2 separate regions of the Mus musculus genome follow, and region 1 is linked to region 2. The links are chromatin contacts, called in public promoter capture Hi-C maps. All regions are on one chromosome and are shown on one strand. Each heading gives the region's core, a stretch centred on a gene start, on an enhancer-like site or on the middle of the called end of the contact. The rest is flanking DNA. Distances are from core to core; before and after follow the strand shown. Region 1 holds the start of Coq8b (coenzyme Q8B). Region 2 has its middle 6.8 kb from the start of Gm46015.

Region 1 (5,794 bases), core at 1,415-3,914, 1.4 Mb before region 2:
CCTGCACTTGCATATGAACTCATTTTGGTTTTGTTTTTTGGTTTTTTTTCCCTTTATAAGCTGACAGAAAAAAAAATCTGTTGCCATAGTTCAGATATTATGATAGGGCAGTTTACTTAACTTCTCTGAGCCTCAGTTTCCCTTTCTGCAAGATGTGAGCTTTCCTGTCAAACAGGTTTCACAGGGGGGGGGGGGTGAGAACGAAACGCATTAACACTGTTGGTTCAGGAGTGGCCACACCAACCACCAACTGTATGAACACTGATCCAAACACTTGGAAGGAGGAGTCGGGATTGGGGCTTTGAGGCCAGGCCAGGTTACAGGAGATATCATCACAAAAAGCATGTTTGTGCTGGGGAGTGTTAGGAGTGTGCAGTGGTGCAGGCCTTTAATCCCAGCACTCGGGAGACAGAGGCAGGCAGATCTCTGAGTTCCAGGCCGGCCTAGCTGCAGACCAGCTAGGGCTGCATGGTAAGACTCTGCTTCAAAAACAAACAAATCATATGTGTATAAACACGTATGAGCCGGGCATGGTGCGCGCATGCCTTTGATCCCAGCACTCCGGGAGGCAGAGGGAGGCGGATTTCTGAGTTCAAGGCCAGCCTGGTCTACAAAGTGAGTTCCACGACAGCCAAGACTATACAGAGAAACCCTGTCTCGAAAAAAAAAAATTATTTATTTTTTATTTGTATTTTATTTATTTTTAATCCCAGCACAAAGTGAGTTCCAGGACAGCCAGGACTATACTGAGAAACCCTGTCTAGAAAAACAAAACAAAACAAACAAGCAAAAACACGTATGTATCCATATTCAACATTTATATTTTGGGGAGTGGGGGTGGGTGTTCGAGACACGGTTTCTCCGTGTAGCCCTGGCTGTCCTGGAACTCACTTTGTAGACCAGGCTGGCCTCGAACTCAGAAATCTGCCTGCCTCTGCCTCCCAAGTGCTGGGATTAAAGGCGTGTGCCACCACTGCCCATTATATTTTCTTATATGCTATTTTCTTTCTTTCCTCTCTCTCTTTTTCCTTCTTCCCTAGACAAGGTCTGTGATGCCAGGCTGGTCTTGAATTTGTGAGTGCAAGCAGTCCTACAGTAGTAACCGAGCAGGCAGCTGAGCCTCCAGCCATGCACTCCCAGGCTTGGCTTTTCAATCTCTCGGTGTTAGCTTCTCAAGAACAGGGATTACAATGGCCCTTTCCCTCTTTCTCTCTCCCTTCTTTACCTTTCTCTCCTTTAAACAGGGTCTCATGTAGTACAGGCGGCCTCAAACTCTCTATGTTGCCAGGAATGACCTTGAACCCTTGATCATCCTGTTCCCTCCTACCTACATCCCAACTGCTGAAATTCCAGGTGGGTGTCCTGGCCACCTCCTTTCCTTTTTGGAGGGTTGGTTGCAACACATTACTTTTTGTTTCATACATGTCTGAACAATCTTGCTGCGGAACCTAAAGTCCTGCCACCTCACCTCTCAGCCCCCACTCCTCCATCAATAGAAGAAATAAACACAGGCCTAGCCTACAAGACCTTGCTCACATCAGGTTCTCAATAAACAGTAAGGTCTACGTTCTGTTTTTCCTTGTCTCTCTCTCCCTCCTAACCCTGTCTTTGATTCACCCTTTCCCTTGCTTCACCTGTAAATGTTCTCTCTGATCGAGGTCACACCTACCCCCAAAGCTGGCCAAGCGACTGATGCGGGAGGCAGGCACCTTGCGTTCACGAGAGCGATCACTCAGCTGAGAAAGAGGAGAGGTGTGAGGTAGGGAAGGTGGACAAGATGGCAGAAAAGCCCTGCAGACTTGCTGCCACTTTCCTCAGACTATCATGGGGGAGGGGGAAGAGGAAGCAATGATACCTGGGGCCGGGGTGCCTTCCTGAGCCGGGCCTCCCGTGCCCTGCGAATGTCATCTTCACTGAGGCCTCTTCCAGGCTGGTCTTGATGAACACTTTGGGCCAAGCAACTCCTACATGGCCCCTGCAGAGAAGTGGATTTTAAAAGAATGAAGGTCTAATCCTTTTTAGACCCATCTACATCATTTTACCTACTCCCCACCCCCCTTCCCTCAACCTCTTTTCCTTGGAGGCCCCCTCCTCAGCCTCTTACCCACCAGTGGGGCCTAGGTCCTAGGGCCCCCCCACAGGGCAGACGAACAGCCCTGCCCAGCGGTCCACAGGTCCTGCGCAGCATGGCACCTAGCTCCAGCCACATTGCCTAAGAAATAATAAGGATTACAGTACTGGGCCTCCTGCTTTGCGCTCTTGTTGGAAAAGCCCCCCTAACCCCCATATCTTTTCCCCTTTTATTTCCAGGTTTCTTCTAGTTACCCCCCCCCCCCCAGCCCGCCCACGTTGCTAAGAACTCAAGTTTTCCATAAGCGCCTCCCCAATCCCCACAAAACTCCTCGCTGTTGCTAAGGTTCTCTCCCGTTGCTAGACGTCCACAGAGCCGCCAGGACAACTCTCTACTTCTCAGCGCCCCTTTCGTTGCTAGGCATCGCCTTACCCTGGGCTGTTAAGCATTCACAATTCCTGTGCTGCCCCCTGCCTAGACACCCCGTTACGACCCCGTTACGGGGCACCTCCCCCGTTGCTAAGCACCCAGTCCACCAGGTTTAGGCTCCAGGTCTAGCACCCGCTGGGCCTCTTAAGCTTCCGGGAACGTCCGCACACCCGCCCCCTTTGATCAGCTAGCCAATGGTAGCACAGCAGCTCGCCGACGTTTGCAAAAACTCACCCCGCTGAGGAGGCGTGGCAAGGGGTGGAACCTAGGCTAAGGCTCTGTGGGTCTTCTGTGTTAGTCGGTGCGCACGTGAGCTCATTGTACTGACCAATGGTCCTTCTTGACAGAATTCTTCTACCCTCCTTTGTCCCTCTCTGTCCCTCTTTGTCTCTGTCTCTCTGTCTCTCTCTCTGTCTCTCTCTTCTTGCGTCCACTTCCCACCTGCTGAAATTGCAGGTCTGAACCATTATATCCACTTACATTTCCGCCTGCCAAGCTCAAAATCTATCCTATGTATTTGGACATCCTCCCCCAACCCCTGCCACCACGGATGCACGAATCCAGGGCCTTGTGCATTCCAGGGACGATTCTTGACCACTGAGCCACAACCCTAGAAATCTTTTTTTTTTTAAGATTTATTTATTTATTATATGTAAGTACAGTGTAGCTGTCTTCAGACACCCCAGAAAAGGGCATCAGATCCCATTACAGATGGTTGCGAGCCACCATGTGGATGCTGGGAATTGAACTCAGGACCTCTGGAAGAGCAGTCAGTGCTCTTACCCGCTGAGCCATCTCGCCAGCCCCAACCCCAGAAATCTTTAAACACATATTCTTCCAAGCAAACATTTCCCTTGCACATGGAGCCTCTCCACTTTGTACCAACACCCACGTCCTGGCACCCAGCCTCCTTCCTGGCACATATAAATCCACTGCCTTGCTTAGGAACTCTTCTCTGCCTTCACCATGACTCCCCTTGGCGGCATACTGTGCCGGTGTTCCCTCCTGCAGTCTACTCTCCACTCTGCCTACTTAGGAGATGGCCCTCAGTGGGAACCCTGCTTCCTTAAGGCCTGACATTTCCCAGAACACACTCAGTCAAGATTCCCAGCGCTGAGTCAGGAGCCTTGGCATGAGAGAAAATTGACTCACTCCTCTTGCTGTCTGGAATAGAAACAGCTGGTGGCTGGGACATCTTTCCCACAATTGAAGAGATGTGTTCCTCACGGCACCCTACTGTCGCTGTCTAGCCCCACCCCCTTTGTTGGGAAAGTCTGTCCCTTTACTGTGTGACCTCAGAAGAGCCCTCCTCCTTCTCTGGACCTCATGTTCTCTAACTTGTATGATGTCTGAGGTGGGTTCCCGTATCTGACTTCTTATTAGCCTATGAAGAGATGACTCATCCTGAAACCTTGGGCCTGTGCCCAATGTCCCTCCAATGGGTGACTCAATTTCAAGATTGAAAGCACCTCCAGTCCTCTTCCAAAGGTGAGGGTCTGACTCAGGAGCTGCAGGCTGCTTGCCATAAGGGACAGGCTGAAAAATCACCTCAGTGGATAATCCCACAGGGCCACTGCTCACAGTGGCCTCGCACCACAAACTCCATGTATCTGAGTTCATTGCAGATGACATAAACAAGGGCAAGGAAAGGGTAGAACTTGAACTCAAAGCTCTCCCTGGTACACTGGGATCATGAAGGCAGCCATGGTGGTGCATGTCTATAATCCCTGCATTTGGAAGAAAGAGGCGGGGAAAGCAAGAATTTAAGGCTATCCTTGGTTTTGAGGCTAGACTGGGCTACTTGAGACCCTACCTCAAAATAAATAAGAGGAAAGCATGGAGCTGCAGGTATATGTCAGTGATACAGCATGTGTGAGCCTCGGCATTAGAAAACAAGAGGTATCAGGTGGTGATGGCACAGGCCTTTAATCCCAGCACTCAGGAGACAGAGGCAGGAGGATCTCTGTGAGTTCCAGGACAGCCAAGAATACAGGGAAAGTCTATCACACACACACACACACACACACACACACACACACACACACACACACACACACACACAAACCCCCAAGGTGCTGGAGTTGGGGCTCAGCAGTTAAGAATGCTTGCTTTTCTTCCAAAGGATCCGAGTTCAGTTCCTAGTGTCCAGGTAGCTTCAATTACCTGTAAGCTCAACTCCAGATCTGATGCCCCCTGCTGGTCGCCAAAGGCACCTGAATGCACCTGCACAGGCACACATGTACACATAAGTAATTAAAGAACCAACCAACCTTGAGGTAATGATCTAGTGTCAGAGCCTAGAACATAAGTCCTCTAGACATGAAATCATCTTCATTTATTTATTTAAAAATCTAAGACCCTGCCAGGCATGGTGGCGCACGCCTTTAATCCCAGCACTCGGGAGGCAGAGGCAGGCGGATTTCTGAGTTTGAGGCCAGCCTGGTCTACAAAGTGAGCTCCAGGACAGCCAGGGCTATACAGAGAAACCCTGTCTCGAAAAAACAAAAAAACAAAAACAAACAAACAAACAAAAATCCAAGACCCTGGGCTAGAGAGATGGCTCAGAGGTTAAGCACACTGACTGCTCTTCCAGAGACCATCCCCAATGAGATCTGATGCCCTCTTCTGGTGTGTCTGAAGTCAGCTACACTGTACTTATGTATAATAATAAATAATTTTTTTAAACCCAAGACCTTGTGCCCATGTAAAACCCAGGCTCTTGTTTTTTGAGATTGGCTCTTATCATGTAGGCCAGGTTGGTGTTGGGCTAGTGAAACATAAGAATGTCTTGTGTCTGCCTCCTGTGTAATATGATTATATGAGTGTGCCATCACCCATGGTTTAGACATGAGATTTCTTCATTGTTTTAAACATTGAAATTCTTTTCTTTAAGATTTATTTATTATGTGTGTACATTATAGCTGTCTTCAGACACACACCAGAAGAGGGCATCCGGTTTCATCACAGATGGTTGTGAGCCACCATGTGGTTGCTGGGAATTGAACTCAGGACCCCTGGAAGAGCAGTCAGTGCTCTTAACCACTGAGTCATCTCTCCAGCCCTGGAATTCTTTCCTAAAAAGGTCTTACCTATGTACTTTATTATTCGAGGCAGGGTTTCTATATGTAGCTCTGGCTGACCTGGAACTAGCATAAATTCACAGAGATCTGTCTGCCTCTGTCCTGAGTACTGGGGATTAAAGGTGTGTGCCACCCTGCCAGCCTTAAAAAGATTTAATTTTATGTGTGCGGGTAATTTTGCCTGCAAATGTCTGTGCATGCTATGCATGCCCTG
Region 2 (5,064 bases), core at 2,046-4,545:
CAAGTTCAGTTTCCAGTACCAAGTCAGGTGGCTCACAGCTTCTGTAACTCCAGCACCAGGGAACCCAATGCCCTTCGCTTCCTTGGGCTCCTACAGTCATGTGTGCATTCCCCCATGTGCGCACGCACGCACGCACACGCACGCATAATTTAAAATAATAAAAGTAGGTTATTCTCTTAAAAAATGTTAGAGGCTGGAGAGATGGTTCAGTGGTTAATACATGTTCTTGCAGAGGACCTGGGTTTGATTCCCAGCACCCACAAAGTGACTCACAATCATGTACAACTCCAGTTCCAGGTGGTATAAAGACCTCTTCTGACCTTGGAGGGCACCAGGAACATATATGCATGCAAAACACTTATACACATAAGTAAATCTTTTAAAAAAAATTTTTTTTAACTTAAGTGGTGGTGGTGTAGCTCAATTGGTAGAGTGCCTGCCTAGCAGTCATAAAGCCCTGGACTCAATCCACGGCACCAAACACCAGGTGTTGCATGTTCATAGCCCCAGCACTCAGAATGGGGAAGCAAGAGATTCAGAAGTTCAGGGTCCCCCTCAGTTAGTCATAATGTGAGTTTGAAACCAATCTGGGCTTCATGAGACCCTGTCAGACAAAAGAAACAGAGAAGCATAAAGACATGAGCACTGGGAAGAGGAGCCAGGGATCTCCAGGTTCACTGACAAGACATCCTGGGTTAATTGCTGAGCCCTGGGTCAGTGAAAGACCCTGCCTTTAAAATAATTAATAATAATAATGATGATGATGATGAATATATATAGTACATGTTTGTGTGCATATATGTGTGTATATGTATGTATTTATATATTTGTGTGTATGTATATATATGTATATATATATGTGTGTGTGTGTATATATATATATATATATATATATGTATATATATATAAAACTAAAAAAGAGGTGTCAACTGAGAAACAGCACCTAAAATTGACCACTGACCTCTCCATGCACCTACCTGCACACACACACATACACACACACACACACACACACACACACACACACACACGCACACACACGCACATGCATGCGCACACTCCAAAAGTGAAGTCTAATTATTAAATGTCTTCCCTAACATTTCTGGCAAACTCTGTAATGAAGAAATATAATGATACCATTATACAAACTCTCATGGGATGAGGAGGTCAAAATACTCTGTTTTTCTTTGATACATTTCAAATTGGTTGCCTAGAGAAACTTAGACAATGATCTGTTTCTCCTGGCCTCTGCTAGACTATGAAGGATTGAGTCAGGACTGTTGGTTTCCAAGTCCCCAGAACCCCCAGAGTGTGGCCTGAGCATGGAAATGGCTCCCAAGCCTGAGGTGGGGCTTTGTAGGTCTTTGATACCAGGCACCTCTGGAGGCATCTGCTACATCCTTGACTTCTGGATCTTCTCCAGACATTCATTATTCTGGAAGCCCAGGCATGCTGATTTTTTTTAAAGAGAGAAGCAGATGGGATTTACTTTCTCTTTGGAGATGTGGGTGTTAGGAAAACAATGACTCCCAGAAAGGAACTCTCAGGAGCCTGTAACCTTCTCCCTACTCTGTGAGGGTGATGTTTCCTTCTGGAAGGGCAGTACGCACAAGCCCAGGCTGGTTCAGGCAAAGAAAGTTAAACATTTATAACTGCAAGAGCTGCCTGACTGAAAGTGCGGTGTGGCTGAGACAGCCAGTAGCCTGGGAGGGAGTATGCCGAGAAAAGAAATCCTTTTCACGCGGTCTTTTGAAATTAGTAACAAACCTGTTTACACAAGTTAGTACAGTTAGAGGAATGGAATGTCCGTGAAAAGTTAAAATGGAGAAAATAATGATAGCCACTCTTGGGTGGTGGTAAGACTTGGGGTTCACCCCAGGCACAAAACAAGCACCCTGAACTTTAGTTGCCACACATTGACTAACCGAACCAGAATTTGCCAAAATGCAATACAGGCATTAATCCTAGGACTCCTGTAATTCTCAGGGAGAGGTATTGATGCATTGCCTAGACTTGCTGGGTGAGATCACTGGGAAAAGACTCCTGCCCATGGCCACCCACAAGGCCAGCGTGGGGTTTGAACACAGCACGAGAGCAAGAAGGGAAGAAGGGGAAAGATTGTGGTGTCCATCTCTGACTCCCTTCCACCCGCTCTTCCTTCTCAGAGTTTTTTGGTCCCTCTAGGTCTTCCACCTCGCCTGGTTTAGCCCTCTAACCACAATGCAATCGGAAAGCAGTAGCTCAATAGCTGGAGCATGCTCTGGTAGACACCGTGTGCATGCAATGGAGTGAGCCTGCAAGAAGCAAGTCAGCTCATGAGGAAGAGTGTGGCATAGCTGGGCAGAGGGTCCCAGAAGGAGGCAAATAAAGAGAAAGTCAGAGTAGGACCCTATCCTAGAAAGCCAGACACTGGGAAAATAATCTACTGTCCTCCAGTCCCAAGTTCCTCGATACAAGACAGAAAGGATAGTACCCAATTTAAAGAATCTAATGGGGAAGAGCCAGAAAGATAATTCCCAGCACCTACATGGTGTAACTTCGGTTCCAGGGCATATGATGCCCTCTTCTGTCCTCTGTGGATACGTCCCATGTGATGCACAGACATACATGCAGGCAAAACGCTCATGCACATAAAAATAAATCTAAAAAAAAAACTTTAAAAAGGAATGAATGGAAAATAGTTGCAGATATGAGCTGTATTTACAGAGGAGGAAAACTGGGAGTCGAACAGCCTAGTCAAAGCCACACAAAAAGACGGTGGCTGTGGCAGAGCAAACTGAATTCAGGGAACTCCCTTTGTCAAAAATTTCCTTTAAAGAAACAAACAAACAAACAAACAAAGTCCCACCCCCATTCCCCATCATCCCCAAAACCTTGTCGATCCTTCCTGGTGCCCCCTCTGAGCATCACCACTGTTGTTTTGTTGTTTTGTTTGTGGTTTTGTGAGGGTTTGCCATTGGTTGAGTTTGTTATGGGATATTATTTGGGGGTTTAAGAGACAGAATCTCACTTTGTAGCTCACATTGGTCTGAAACGTGCAATCCTCCTTTGCCAGCTTCCCAAGGACAGGGGATCGCTGATGTGAGCCACCAAGGCCCAGAAACCAGATGCTGAGACTTGTCAGGCCTGGGTGCCTGGGTGAGACAGATGGGACTGGTCTCTCCTCCCTGGTCTAGGCAGAGAAACCAGAGCTCTACAAATAACCCAGCCCATTTGGCTAGGAGGAGAGGGGCTTCAGGAGAGGCCCGGAAGCCAGGTCAGGAGGGACTGGACCCACTGGGCTCAGAGGGCAGATCAAGGAGAGGGCAGCACAGAAGGAAACAGACTTCCTTTGACTCGGGCATCTGAAATTCAATTCTCAACCCAGAAAAAAAGATGCAGAACTGATTTTAAAAGGAAAGGCCTGGAAACCATCAGAGCTCAGCTATGTCTCTGGGGGCAACAGAGGGAGACATATGTCAAAGTCATTTTGTGAAACACCTCCCAGAAGTCAAAACAAGTGAGGCAGAACCACCCTCGTGGATAAAGACAAATGCAAAAACTAAGTAAGCCTCCAGTTGCAAAAGATTTAGGTGTGGGAGCTGGGGAGACACCTCACACTGTAAAACCCTTGCCTTGCAAGATTAAGGTCAGGGGTCAAAACCACAGAACCCACACAGAGCTGTGAAGTGCACCCCTAATCTGGCACTAGGACAAGACAGGGGGAGACAGAAAGGACATCTGGAAACAGACAAGACAATAATGACAGAGACCCAGGCTTCAATGCTGTGAAAGACAAGGAGCAATATCAGAGCTTGATCCTACACACATTTCACCATGACAGGCATATCACACGCACGCACGCACACGTAGCACACAAGAATAGGTTCCAAATGTGTGCCAAGCTATTGAGCCTGCAAAGGAAGATTTCTGTAAATGTTGTAGCCCAGGCTGTCCTGTGTAGGCATAATGTTTTTGTGAACTCTGTAAAGGTTATCTTTGTGTTATTCAAATGTTGACTTCTCTGCCCTCATATCTTGTTTCAAGGCAGACATGACATTGTAATGTTTAGGTCAAGAATCTCCTGTCTCAAGTTTGTGTAAACATTCTTACAACTTTTTTAAAAAGTATGAAATTTAAATAAGAAAATAAAGAGACTTAAGAGAGACAAATATATTTTTTCCATATTAAAAGACAGGAAACACTATAAAAGAGGGCATTTTGACCCCCCATTTGTTTTGACTGTCAGCATACAGATAATATGTTCAGTAATAACTATAATTCTATATATCCTTTTTAAGAAAGATCAACCTAGGGGGCTGGCGAGATGGCTCAGCAGGTAAAAGCACTGATTGCTCTTCTAGAGGTCCTGAGTTCAAATCCCAGCAACCACATGGTGGCTCACAACCACCCGTAATGAGATCTGACGCCCTCTTCTGGTGTATCTGAAGTCAGCTACAGTGTACTTCTGTATAATAATAAATAAATCTTTGGGCTTGAGTGAATGGGGCTGACCAGAGCAAGCAGAGATCCTAAAAACTCAATTCCCAACAACCACATGAAGGCTCACAACCATTTGTATAGCTACAGTGTACTCACATACATAAAATAAAAAAATAAGTCTTAAAAAAAAAAAAAAGAAAGAAAGAAAGAAAGAGGCCGGGCGTGATGGCGCACGCCTTTAGTCCCAGCACTTGGGAGGCAGAGGCAGGCGGATTTCTGAGTTCGAGGCCAGCCTGGTCTACAGAGTGAGTTCCAGGACAGCCAGGGCTACACAGAGAAACCTTATCTCGAAAAAACCAAAAAAAAAAAAAAAAAAGAAAGAAAGAAAGAAAGAAAGAAAAGAAAAGAAAGCGTTCAGACTTGGGCTTGGGTTCCGGCGACATGGCTGAACGCACCAAGAAGGTCGGCATCGTCGGCAAGTACGGGACCCGCTATGGTGCCTCCCTCCGGAAAATGGTGAAGAAAATTGAAATCAGCCAGCACGCCAAGTACACTTGCTCCTTCTGTGGCAAGACCAAGATGAAGAGACGAGCCGTCGGCATCTGGCACTGTGGTTCCTGCATAAAAACAGTGGCCGGCGGG

The links. Promoter capture Hi-C pulls out the DNA fragments that hold promoters and counts their contacts.
Region 1: a promoter capture Hi-C map of cranial neural crest shows a contact between it and region 2. The contact joins the promoter of Coq8b here to the enhancer-like site in region 2. A contact is called at or near these places in 2 of 39 promoter capture datasets (cranial neural crest and liver) and 4 of 115 datasets of contacts at active chromatin or transcription factors (astrocytes, epiblast stem cells, pancreatic cancer cells and 1 more).

What each region holds. Positions count from the first base shown.
Region 1 is chr7:27,229,883-27,235,676 of GRCm38.p6, reverse strand. Coq8b (coenzyme Q8B) reads right to left here and starts at 2,664. Exons shown (of 15, transcript NM_133770.2): 1 at 2,504-2,664; 2 at 2,105-2,212; 3 at 1,856-1,975; 4 at 1,670-1,736. The coding sequence starts at 2,209.
Region 2 is chr7:25,828,677-25,833,740 of GRCm38.p6, reverse strand. It overlaps the pseudogene Gm4613. Among named protein-coding and RNA genes, the nearest start is that of Gm46015, 6.8 kb to the left of the region's middle. Within about 2 kb of position 3,295, at least 22 of the 459 cell types and tissues checked have an H3K27ac peak or open chromatin away from gene starts, as enhancers often do.